Linked DNA regions of Drosophila melanogaster: regions 2 and 3 are each linked to region 1. A link is a contact called in public Hi-C data. All regions are on one chromosome and are shown on one strand. The core of a region is the stretch at or near the end of the contact, and the rest is flanking DNA. Distances in the headings are between cores, read along the strand shown. Region 1 holds the start of Teh1 (tipE homolog 1). Region 2 holds the start of alphaTub85E (alpha-Tubulin at 85E). Region 3 holds the start of Unc-115a (Uncoordinated 115a).

What was found. A called contact is a pair of places that touch in the nucleus more often than the background predicts.
Region 2: a Hi-C map of the Kc167 cell line shows a contact between it and region 1, with 2.3 times the contacts expected there. A contact is called at or near these places in 11 of 107 Hi-C or Micro-C datasets (the D17-c3 cell line, the Kc167 cell line, the PNm cell line and 4 more).
Region 3: a contact with region 1 is called in a Hi-C map of the Kc167 cell line, with 1.8 times the contacts expected there.

The regions. Positions count from the first base shown.
Region 1 is chr3R:9,866,338-9,870,176 of dm6, forward strand. It overlaps Teh1 (tipE homolog 1), which reads right to left and starts at 1,783. Exons shown (of 3, transcript NM_141702.3): 1 at 1,331-1,783; 2 at 1-2.
Region 2 is chr3R:9,731,570-9,735,187 of dm6, forward strand. It overlaps alphaTub85E (alpha-Tubulin at 85E), which reads right to left and starts at 1,681. Exons shown (of 3, transcript NM_079573.5): 1 at 1,577-1,681; 2 at 710-1,234; 3 at 1-581. The coding sequence starts at 1,579. It overlaps side-VII (sidestep VII), which reads right to left. Exons shown (of 16, transcript NM_001275503.1): 16 at 2,443-3,618. The coding sequence ends at 3,393.
Region 3 is chr3R:9,703,522-9,707,004 of dm6, forward strand. Unc-115a (Uncoordinated 115a) reads right to left here and starts at 1,896. Exons shown (of 10, transcript NM_001300328.1): 1 at 1,424-1,896. The coding sequence starts at 1,427. trbd (trabid) reads right to left here. Exons shown (of 9, transcript NM_141674.3): 8 at 3,371-3,483; 9 at 2,475-3,305. The coding sequence ends at 3,227.

The DNA.
Region 1 (3,839 bases), core at 533-3,032:
CACTGAAAAATAATATTACTTAGTTGGCTTTTAACTACAAAACGATATGCGGCTTTTATGGCATTTCTTTACACATTTTGCGGTTTGCGTGGGTGGCACTTTTTTCACAACTCACAGCTGTTGATGTAGGTTAGTTAGAGAGGTACATCTTGCAGAGCGATTGCAAATGAGAGAATGAATGGGAGAGTGTGTACCGAAGTCGACGTCGGCGCCAGCTGCGACGCCATCGTCGGCGTTCGAAAGTCTACTGGTTTCGCCCTAGTGACTGTGTAACCTTTTTTGCCTCTGTGTGTTGTGGGTGGAATTATTTATGCTACACATTTTTGTGCGGCGGCTTTTCGCTTTTCGCTTTCTGGTTGCCAGTTGCCAGTTGCCAGTGCCTTGGCATTTTGCTTATTATTCTTCAATTTATTTGCATTTGTCTGCCCGGCCAGGGCACAAAGTATTCTTGATTTATTTGGGATCTGTGGGAAGAAGTCTGATCTAACTAGTTTCTGCACCCAACCCCTCGCTATCCAAGCCTAAACATCCTTGCTTCACCTTGGCGGTCTTTAAAAAAAAAAATATATATATATATATCGCTACTGTTGTTGTTGCAACTTCGCGTGACTCTGGACTTTGGTCAGCAGGCTCGTCCTTTGTTCTTGCCCCGTTTTATTGCTGCTCTGTTTCATTTCATTTCATTTATTTAGCTGTCTTTTGTTTTTGCCACGGCACGCATTTCACAATTTTCATCACACACACACACACACAGGTGAGCTTAACTGTTATTGCCACAGTTTGTGTGTGGTTGGTATGATTTCATTTCCATGCTTTGTTCAGCGGTCAACGCGGCGTATGAGTAATGCACTTGGCAGGCACATGGGCTTCTTTCTAAATTATCCTAGATGGCATGGAATATGTTGAGATTTGTTTGCTTGGGGCTAGCAATGCATTTAGCACGGAAATTCTGGAAACGCGAACTTTTTCCAGCAAGGCTGTAGGAGAAGCGACAAGAACAAGAACCAGAACAAGAGCAGCAGAAAAGCTCCTTGAGCTCCTGTCATTGCCATAAGAATTAAGTCTCAAGTACACCGAAAAAATCTTTCAGTTACTTCAATGAGAAACTTACTAAATTATCTAAGAGTGCAGCAGGTCAACATTAAAATTCTTTGTGCAATATGGGTAAGATGGGCAATGTGAGGACCCACAATTTTGGGCAGTGCAACGCCCACGCCTTTGCTTGTGTGGAAAGGAAGGTGAGGTTTGGAATGAGTATGATGGCTAAAAACTAAAATAGAAATAAAAATCGAAATGGAAATAAAACATTAAGCTTTCGAGTCGAACTAACTTTTGACAGCTGAACTGGCAGCTGAAGAGCCTGCAGCCCACAACCCGCACAACCCGGTCGCGATTTCCCGATCCGCTGGCGCACTTTGTTGATTTTGTTGCTAGCACAACGTTGCTTATGGGTTTTTTCTTCGGACTTTTCGCTGCTCGTGTTTATTTACAGGACGCTTTCTTCTTTATTTTGAATATTTCTTTGTTATTCGCACTTTCACTTGATTTCGTTTGCGTTTGCTCTTGAATTTGATTTTGGGGGCCAAACTTTTGCACGTTTTTTTGCACGATTACGGAACGGTATTTTTTGCCACAGCACTGGAATTGGCTAACACCGACGCTGCCATTGGCTCACGCACACACATGCACCCACACGCTCACGCACACGCTGGCGGACAGACAGGACAGACAGACAGAATTCTCGACACGAGAAGCGCGCGCGCTTGGCCCTGACGTGCCTCTCGGAGTGTTTGTCCAAAACTGCGGACTCGGGAGCCTCAGGACTCGAGTAAGGACTCCGATGGCAGGACATGCTGCCCCAAGCCCGCCCCTCCTATTCGCATTTCGGGGGCGGCGCCGCGACGGTGCGTCGACGTCGGCAGCGCTGCCAACGGGGACGCAACTTCGCTAAAGTAACCATACAAGGATTCGCGTGTGCGCGCTCCAGAGAGAGAGAGTCAAATGAGAGAGAGAAAGAGAGTGAGTGGGAGAAAAACAGGACAACAAATTTAAGTTTGCACTGCTTGCAAACACAGAGCCGCTCCCATCAAGTATTCTCACTGTCCGCCGGCACAAAAATGCACGAGCTCCTTTAAATTATTTAAAATAAATAAATTGTTACATTTTATTTATATAAGCTATCAGTCCTGCTACAACATTTTTAAGAATAATAAAGTAAATCGTTACTTCAAGTGGAATAAAAAGCTTTAAGCTTGTACAAGAACCAAACGATAGAATTTTAGCAAGCTTCTCAGGAAAAAACGATATAGCCGGTGTGCCTCGACTATGAACCACAGAGAATGTTTTAGTCGAGTTCCATAAAAAAATCCCAAGGAATTCCCAAGGAAATCCCGAATAATTCCCTAGGATCCCGAGGAATTCCAGAGTAATTCCCAAGGAGATCCCAAAGAATTCCCGAGAAATTCCCAAGGAAATTTGATAAGATTCCAGACGAATATGCGCGAACCAAAGTCCATTGATTGCATTTCTAATGAATCCGATCTACCGAAACCAGTTTCGACGAAGGGCCAAAAGAAAATATACCAAAATCACGGATCATCCAATCTCTTGATCGCTTTTTCTATACGTTCTGCTTTAGCATTCGTTGTTGGCATCATTTTGTTCAATAGTAATAAATAATAGTTACGACTGTCACAAATAAAAAAAAAGCTGTGTTAATTTTTTTTCTTTTATTGCGATTCACTTCATTTTATTTGTATTATTCAACAAAAGTACTCGCTTACAATGTTTCTTCAATACTCTAATTGTTACAAATTAATGTATTTCCAAACAATACGAATTTTACATGTGTAAAAACATTATGTAGAAGACAAAGTAGTTGCGATAAGCAAAGACACAAACCAATGTAATAAATGTACACACAATAATTGAAGAATACTCGTTGTCTTTTTGCTGCGTTTATTTTTTCATAATAACGATTAGTGTATTCATGATCAGGATCACAAGCCGATCTGGCCACGTCCTCTCCGGCCACCAGTCCATCCGCTCAATACTGTCACGTTAACACTTTTGGAAAATATTTAGAATTTCTTCGTTTTTTTTTGCTTGTTTTGGAAATTTGCAATACCGAATCGATGTGCCAGAAAAATAATAAAATTTTATTTTTGAACTAATGCTATATGATATGCATTATGATATAGAGTTTCAAGCCGGCCCGTTTCGACCTATCGTCTGCAAATGTAAACTATTATATCATTATTATATTATATTATAATTATTATTATTACTTATTTTTGGAAGGTTTTCTTAATATATGAATTTGCCAACGAATTCTATATGTTGCAAAAGCTAAATTCACAGCTGTTCATATCCCTGACACAGATTCCGCCAGCAAAAAAAAAAAAAAAACTCGAAAGTAGGTCAGTAAGTGACGTGGCTGGTTGACCCATTTGCGACCTGAAGTTTGCCTAGTTGCAAAGTTGCCAAGGTTGGTTGGTGGCGTCTTTGGCCTGAATATTGGGTCTGGGATTTTGCAGCCGGGGGGTAGTTCCCTTTGATTGCCTCTTGTTTATGGAACTCGATGGAACTCTGCCTGCAAACGGCAAAATCAACACTTTGGCACTGACAGCTGGTTGCAGCCTCCCCCCTTCTCCTTTTCCCCTTCCCCCATCACGCCCAAAAATCAAACTAAACCCAATCGAAGTATTCGCCGTGTGGCCCGCAACCACCAAGTCAAATCCAATTTCATGCGAGGCATTTATTTGTCTATTGCTGCGTATCGGTGTTTGTCTAGTGCCCATATTTGTGTATTGTCCAAACAAAAGTCTTGCATCTCCGAG
Region 2 (3,618 bases), core at 431-2,930, 130 kb before region 1:
TTGGCCAGATCTCCGCCAGGAACAACGGTGGGTGGCTGATAGTTGATGCCCACCTTGAAGCCCGTGGGACACCAGTCGACGAACTGGATAGAGCGCTTGGTCTTGATGGTGGCAATGGCTGCGTTCACATCCTTGGGCACCACATCACCGCGGTAGAGCATGCAGCAGGCCATGTACTTGCCACGACGCGGATCACACTTGACCATCTGGTTGGCCGGCTCGAAGCAGGCATTGGTGATCTCGGCCACGGTCAGTTGCTCATGGTAGGCCTTCTCCACGGAAATGACGGGAGCGTATGTCGCCAGTGGGAAATGAATGCGTGGGTAGGGCACCAAATTGGTCTGGAACTCGGTCAGATCCACATTCAGGGCGCCATCGAAGCGCAACGAGGCCGTAATGGAGGAAACGATCTGGCCAATTAGGCGATTGAGATTCATGTAGGTGGGTCGCTCGATATCCAAGTTGCGCCGGCAGATGTCGTAGATTGCCTCGTTGTCAACCATAAACGCACAGTCCGAGTGCTCCAGCGTTGTGTGGGTGGTTAAGATCGAGTTGTATGGCTCGACCACAGCTGTGGACACCTAACAGGAAGTTCGATTATTAGATTGCCTTTCGAAGACTAATTTCCCATGTCTTTTACTAATTATGTTAATTGGTCTTCTATAAATGCTCAAGCAATAGATATAATATCCATATGCAAATGACATACTTGTGGTGCTGGGTAAATGGAGAACTCCAGCTTTGACTTCTTTCCATAGTCCACGGACAGGCGCTCCATCAGCAGCGACGTAAATCCAGAGCCAGTGCCGCCGCCGAAGGAGTGGAAGACCAGGAATCCCTGCAGACCCGTGCACTGATCCGCCAACTTGCGAATCCTGTCCAGGACCACGTCGACGATCTCCTTACCGATGGTATAGTGGCCGCGGGCATAGTTGTTGGCCGCATCCTCCTTACCGGTGATCAGTTGCTCCGGATGGAACAGCTGGCGGTAGGTTCCTGTCCGCACCTCATCCACCACAGTGGGCTCCAGATCCACGAACACGGCACGCGGCACATGCTTACCAGCTCCAGTCTCGCTGAAGAAGGTGCTGAAGGAGTCATCGCCTCCGCCCACGGTTTTATCGGAGGGCATATGGCCATCGGGCTGGATGCCGTGCTCCAGGCAGTAAAGTTCCCAGCAGGCATTGCCGATCTGGACACCAGCTTGGCCAATGTGAACCGAAATGCATTCCCTCTGGAACAGAGTTTATAATAATGTGACTCATGTCGCTGTAAATTTGGGTAATTCTAAAATTTAACTTTGGACTTCCGGTTGCAAATCTGTGATTTGGACCATATGCTACAAACAATTTTGATCGCTGTAAGTTCTTGGGTATTCATTTAAGATAATAGTTTACAAGCAGTTATATTTTTTAAAACCATTAATTAATCACTTGCAAAAATGAATAAATATTGCACCATATGGTCTAGTTTTGCATGAAATCGCATATAAGGACTTTTAAGGATCCATAGTTCTGTGCAGCCGACGAAATTTCAAAAGTCCAGCTAAATCATTGAAAGTGCCTATTATCCTTACCATGATGATCAAAAGTTTAAGCTGAAGTTTAAAAAAGCAGATTCAATCACGAAAATCCTAGCACTGGTCTGTGATGCGACACACAGCTGGGAGTCAACTAACCGAATCTTGACGATACGCGTTCTTTTATAAGCCCCCAAGACAGACATATGTAGCATATGCTATATGCTACATGCTATATGTGGAAGTTATGTGAAATGTGGACGCGTTCATCGACTTAAGTGACGATAGGCACCCAACCCATCCAGACACACATGACCAAGAAGTCGCCTCTTGATCGAATTTTGTTTTCCTCCTCGTGTGTTTATGGATGGATTGAATTCTCACATTGATCCATTCACATTCGCAGCTGTAGGTTGTTGACAACATTTTAGATTATTTACTTACTGGGTACTAGTCTCCACTTGGAAAGCAAGTCTTATTTCTGTTGAAAAATATAAGCATATGAAAATCCAAATATACCCCATATTTATTTTTAAAATTGCACTAGGAAATCAGCATAAACAGATGAAATTGTCGAGGTGGGGCCAAACCTGGCATTTCTTTTGGTGGAAACTTGGCCAATTATTCGCTGACGTATTAGGAATATGAACGCCACTTACGATTTCAATCGGACACACCCAGAAAAACAAAGAAAAAATTACAAAACAAGATACTTTTCAAATAATTGTTCCAAACATTAAATAAAATCTAAAAGCCAAAGGTCTTATTTGTTGTTTATGTGTCAGATTGCAATGAGTATGTAGCTGTGTGATAAGAAGAAATAAACAAAACATTCACTTAAAAATTTAAGATGAATAATCTTCATAGCGAAATGAAAGCGTAGCGCATGTTTCGAATTAAACAGCCATTTTTACTTTTAATTTATTTTTTATTTATAACTTAGATATTATAATACTGCTCACAGTAATTTTACGCTAAATTCCTAATATATATGGTATTTTTAAATATAAGTTTTATGTAAGTTCGACCAGTACAAAATTAAGTATTTCAAAATAAATGCCGGCCAGCGTTGTAAGAAAAAAATGGGCATTATTTCCTCCAACTTTACACTGAGTTAGTACATATATATTTGAGCAAGTTATTCCAAAATTATTTATCATCACGGAATGTATCAAAAAAGCTGCATTGGCTTCAATAGAAGGAAGCAATCGTTTCGTCAAATTTTATTTGACTAAACCTATTCTCTGGTGCATTTGGGTTTTTTATTTCTCTTTAACGAAAAACATATAACAAATTGGCTGGGCTTTAGTTTAAAGTTAGTTTAAAGTTGGGTATTGGGTACGCAAACACAAGTATTACCAAACATTTCTTTTTACTTATAACAACGAAAACCATGGCCGCAAACATTTTGAATTATCCTTCTACATATTCCGAAATAATGAATAGTGCGAAAGTGAAAAAAAACGAATTTTTACATAATTGCCTCACAAATAAATACAATCAATCATAAATAATACAATAACAATAACTCCAGTCTATAAATTCGTCTGATCCGATGCCAGTAGTCTAGGATTTTTAAAAACTTCAGTTAAAGTATTTGCATTGGCCACAAGTAAACCACTGTTCTGCTTGCACAATTTAAAACCTATTAGTTATTTCATTGGATATTGATGTCGTGTAACTTATAATTAACAACGTTTAAAACTAACACTTCATATTTGGCCGAAAATAATTGATCTCTCCAGAATATTGTTGTATTTTCGATAATAAAGTGGTATAAAAAGTTTATTCTATTGAGTTCGAAATGCAGAATACAGAAAATTGTAAATCCTAATCACAGGGGCGTGTCGAATACCCTGTGGAATTTCTATAGTCATACGGTGCTGTCGCGCTTTATCATTAATGGAGTTTGGACGGTGACCTCGTCGTCGGATACATTCTGCTCGGCGGAGTGTATGCCATCGCTGGCGATTCCGATGCAGACTCTGCCACACTGGGCCTGGTTCATGTGGTGCATGGCGATGGTTCGTCCATGTGGATGTGGCTGTGGCAATGTGTTCGTCGACGAGGCCATAGAGCTATTGGATGCCTGCGACGGC
Region 3 (3,483 bases), core at 646-3,145, 160 kb before region 1:
AATGCTCTTGTCATGAGTTCATGTCGAGCAATTGCTGCCGCCTTTGCCGGAGGCGGAGATTCGGATGGCTATTGTTAAGCCTTTTGCGGCGGGCGACTCGACATTATGGGGTACACATCGACGACCACTTCCACATTCACATCCACATCCCCATCCCCATCCTCACCAAGTCCAAGTCAATTAGGCATTTTAGGCACGCATGCAACTACTTGTAGACGGGATGAATACTGCACTCGGAGAAATGGCCAATATCCATTCCACTATTACAAACCTATCCCACCAAAAAGTAATGTGTACTTTAGTGAGCTATAAGGGTTATCAATTCCACGCTAAGCTGTTTTCCAAATAGCTAAATCGTAGATTTGTTTATTTATATGTATTCACTATAATTTAAATTTTTTAGCTTTCAAAATAACCAAACATTTGAGTAAGCCATCAAGTGATTTTTGCAAATTTGAGATCGTTTCTTAATGCCTCAAAAAGTGTGCAATAAGATTGAATGGATAAGATTCAACTTCGGAAAGCTGTAACCATTCTTCTTTCCCACACACACACACACAGAAAACGAGACCCATTTTTAGGGCAGTGCATGCATATGAACTTAATTAGGGCCAGTAGCGGAGTAGCCGAGTAATTAATCATTGACAACACAAGTACACGTCTCGAATAGCGGTATACGCAAGCCCTTTGCAGCGGCAACTCGAGAATGGAAGGCGGAAAATGTAGGAATCCGACGCCAAAAGGCAGGCCCATTCCCATTCCCATTCCCATTCTCATTCCCATTCACATGCACATTGAAGAACGGTTTCGGTTTGGCAGGCTTACAGGTTTATGTTTGCGGGTTATTCGAGAGCGGCTCTCACGACGGGACGCCCTAACGGTATCGTGTGTAATTGCAGTTGCACAAGCACTTTGAGGTTTATTCGGTCAGCGTTTCAGATCCCTTCAGCGACAATATCACCCCGAATTAGTCCGAAAAGTGTTATGAAGTTAAAAAGTAAAGAAGCGAACACGAAACTTGTTCATACAACAACACTGACGTCATCCCAGCTGAGAAATTAAAATAGGGAGTGGACGTGGACTACAATCATATGCGAGTGGGGCAGTGTTGGTGAGAGCGATCCGACTCTCAGCTGGCCAGTATTGATTGATGATGACCCACCGGCAGTGGTTGAAGAAGGTGCAGGGAAGGGGATGGGGAAGGGGAAGAGGGAACATGCGAGAGACCACCTGAGCTACTATCCCTCTGCCCTCTCGCTATATGAACCACTCCTACGATGCGATAAGGCCGATAATGCCATAATGCTGGTATCGCACCACCCACCACCCCCTTTCGATAACTTTGCGCAGACACACACACACACACACACACCTTAATCGAAGAGAGAGAGACAGTATCTGTGTTTGTCGGCAGATAACTTACCCATGGCGAGATACTATATACTGCTGTGCTCTTCGCTTTTTCGCCTGCAAAACGGGGGAGGGAATCACGCACACTAGAACAGAGAGACACACACGGGGAAAGCACAAATACTCGCGCACAGGTCACCACTACTTCCTCTTCACTTCACTAACAAAATTTTTCTTCTGCTAAGATTTTTTCTATTTGTATCTTTCGCCGTATGCATTCGCAATCTGCGTAGCACGATTGTTAGACTGTAAACATGTGTGAGTCTGGATAGGAGTGTGGTTAATAATGCGTTCGCAGCTCGAATGACGAATGTGCGATTTGCTTTTGGTGTGGTCTCGCACTTTAAATTTGACGACAAAGATCACAGCGGAAAATGGTGGCCTTTTTGAAATGCCTGAATGTCTGATTCTCAAATCGGAGCTGCGACCAGCAAAAAAACACCGCACCGCACCAGCAACGAAACCGACGGCAGCAAAAAGACGACTAAGTATCTGAGAGATACGGCTCGGATGGCAAAAACATCGTGCTTCCAAGAATACACTAAAATTAACCCCAAAGATAAGTTTCGTATGGAAATAGCGGTTGGGTGTTAAACTTGGCTACAATTGGAAAGGTGGGGAGCTCGGCTGTGGAAGAGCATGTATTAGTGATGACACCGTTCGTGCCACTGTACCGTTCCCTATAAATTTGATAATCTATAAAAATAACAAGTAATTCCATAAATGATGCTGCTTATAATTTACTTTGTACTTTATAGAGACAGAAATAATAATGAACTACTTTTTTTTATCTATCTACTAGTAAAGTTAGTTTGGGCAATAAAGTAGGAAAGTCCATACTTTATTAAAATAAATTCAACTATAGTCATTTTGTTTCCGTTTAAATCTTTACTTAAAACTTTTATTTAAATAAGTGATTTTTTTTATGCGTTTTGCGTGTACATTTGCACAATAAGCTTTCTTAGAAGTTAATAATAATAATTGTAATAACATTACTAACAAAAATAATAATGAGATAAAATTCCATTTATAATACAATAAGAATAAAATTCATTATGTTATTGGCCCTTTGTTCAACTGTCTAGAACCATAGGATTTCTATATATGTTATATAATTATAGATATTATATTTATAGGCATGAATGTATAATGATTCATAATAATTCCAAAAAGTGTTTTAAAAACTATCAATAAACATTTCAATGACGCTTTCATTTTCACCCGCTGCATAATTATGTTGTGTGTTCGCCACCCATTTAAAATTTAATAGTACATTGAGATTTGCAATATTTTAAGTCCGGAGCTTGGGTATTCACATTAACTACCGCGTACATAGGTGTACAAATTCCACCGCTTAAATTCGCATCTGCCTTTCGTACACGTAATCATTTAATGGATTGTTTCACATGTGAGTGTAATTAAATCTACCAGTGTATAGCTTCAATTTCGTAGTAAATGTGGTCTATATTGCCTCGACGACCCAGTGTGAATAAATTTGACTAAAATCAACGAACGTTGACTTGGGAACGGATATGATATACATACGTCGATCAATCTATTTTCGTACGTTGCTACTTAACCTTTAGTTTGCTTTCAATTTAGTTACAACTACAACTTTCAACTGCTTGCATATATGCATATGTATTCTCTATAGTTTCCTTTAGCTAGCTGCGAGTGCAAGAGTGTAGGATCTGCACTTGTTATTCCTGTCTCAAAAATCTGCTAACGATCGCCAAAAGTACAAAATAAGGATATTGAATTCTATGCACAGCATCCTAATCAGAAGCTGGGTGACGGATGTGCCGCATCATATCCTCTACTCCTCATCCGAGTCGCCATCACTGGAGTAATGTGTGATTTGAGGGCGACGAATGAAAGGCGCCGTTATCACTTGTCTGAAAGAAAGTTTACAGGTTTAATTAGCATGTCTATGTCCGGAAGGAGAGCAAGTCATATTTACGCAATGCGGCGGTAGTGATTTAGCCACTCTTCCAGCATCTGGGCGACCAGCAAGGGACGCTTGCTTAGCTTTTGTTGCGCCACCAGTAGGCCTCCATCAGTTACGCACACGTC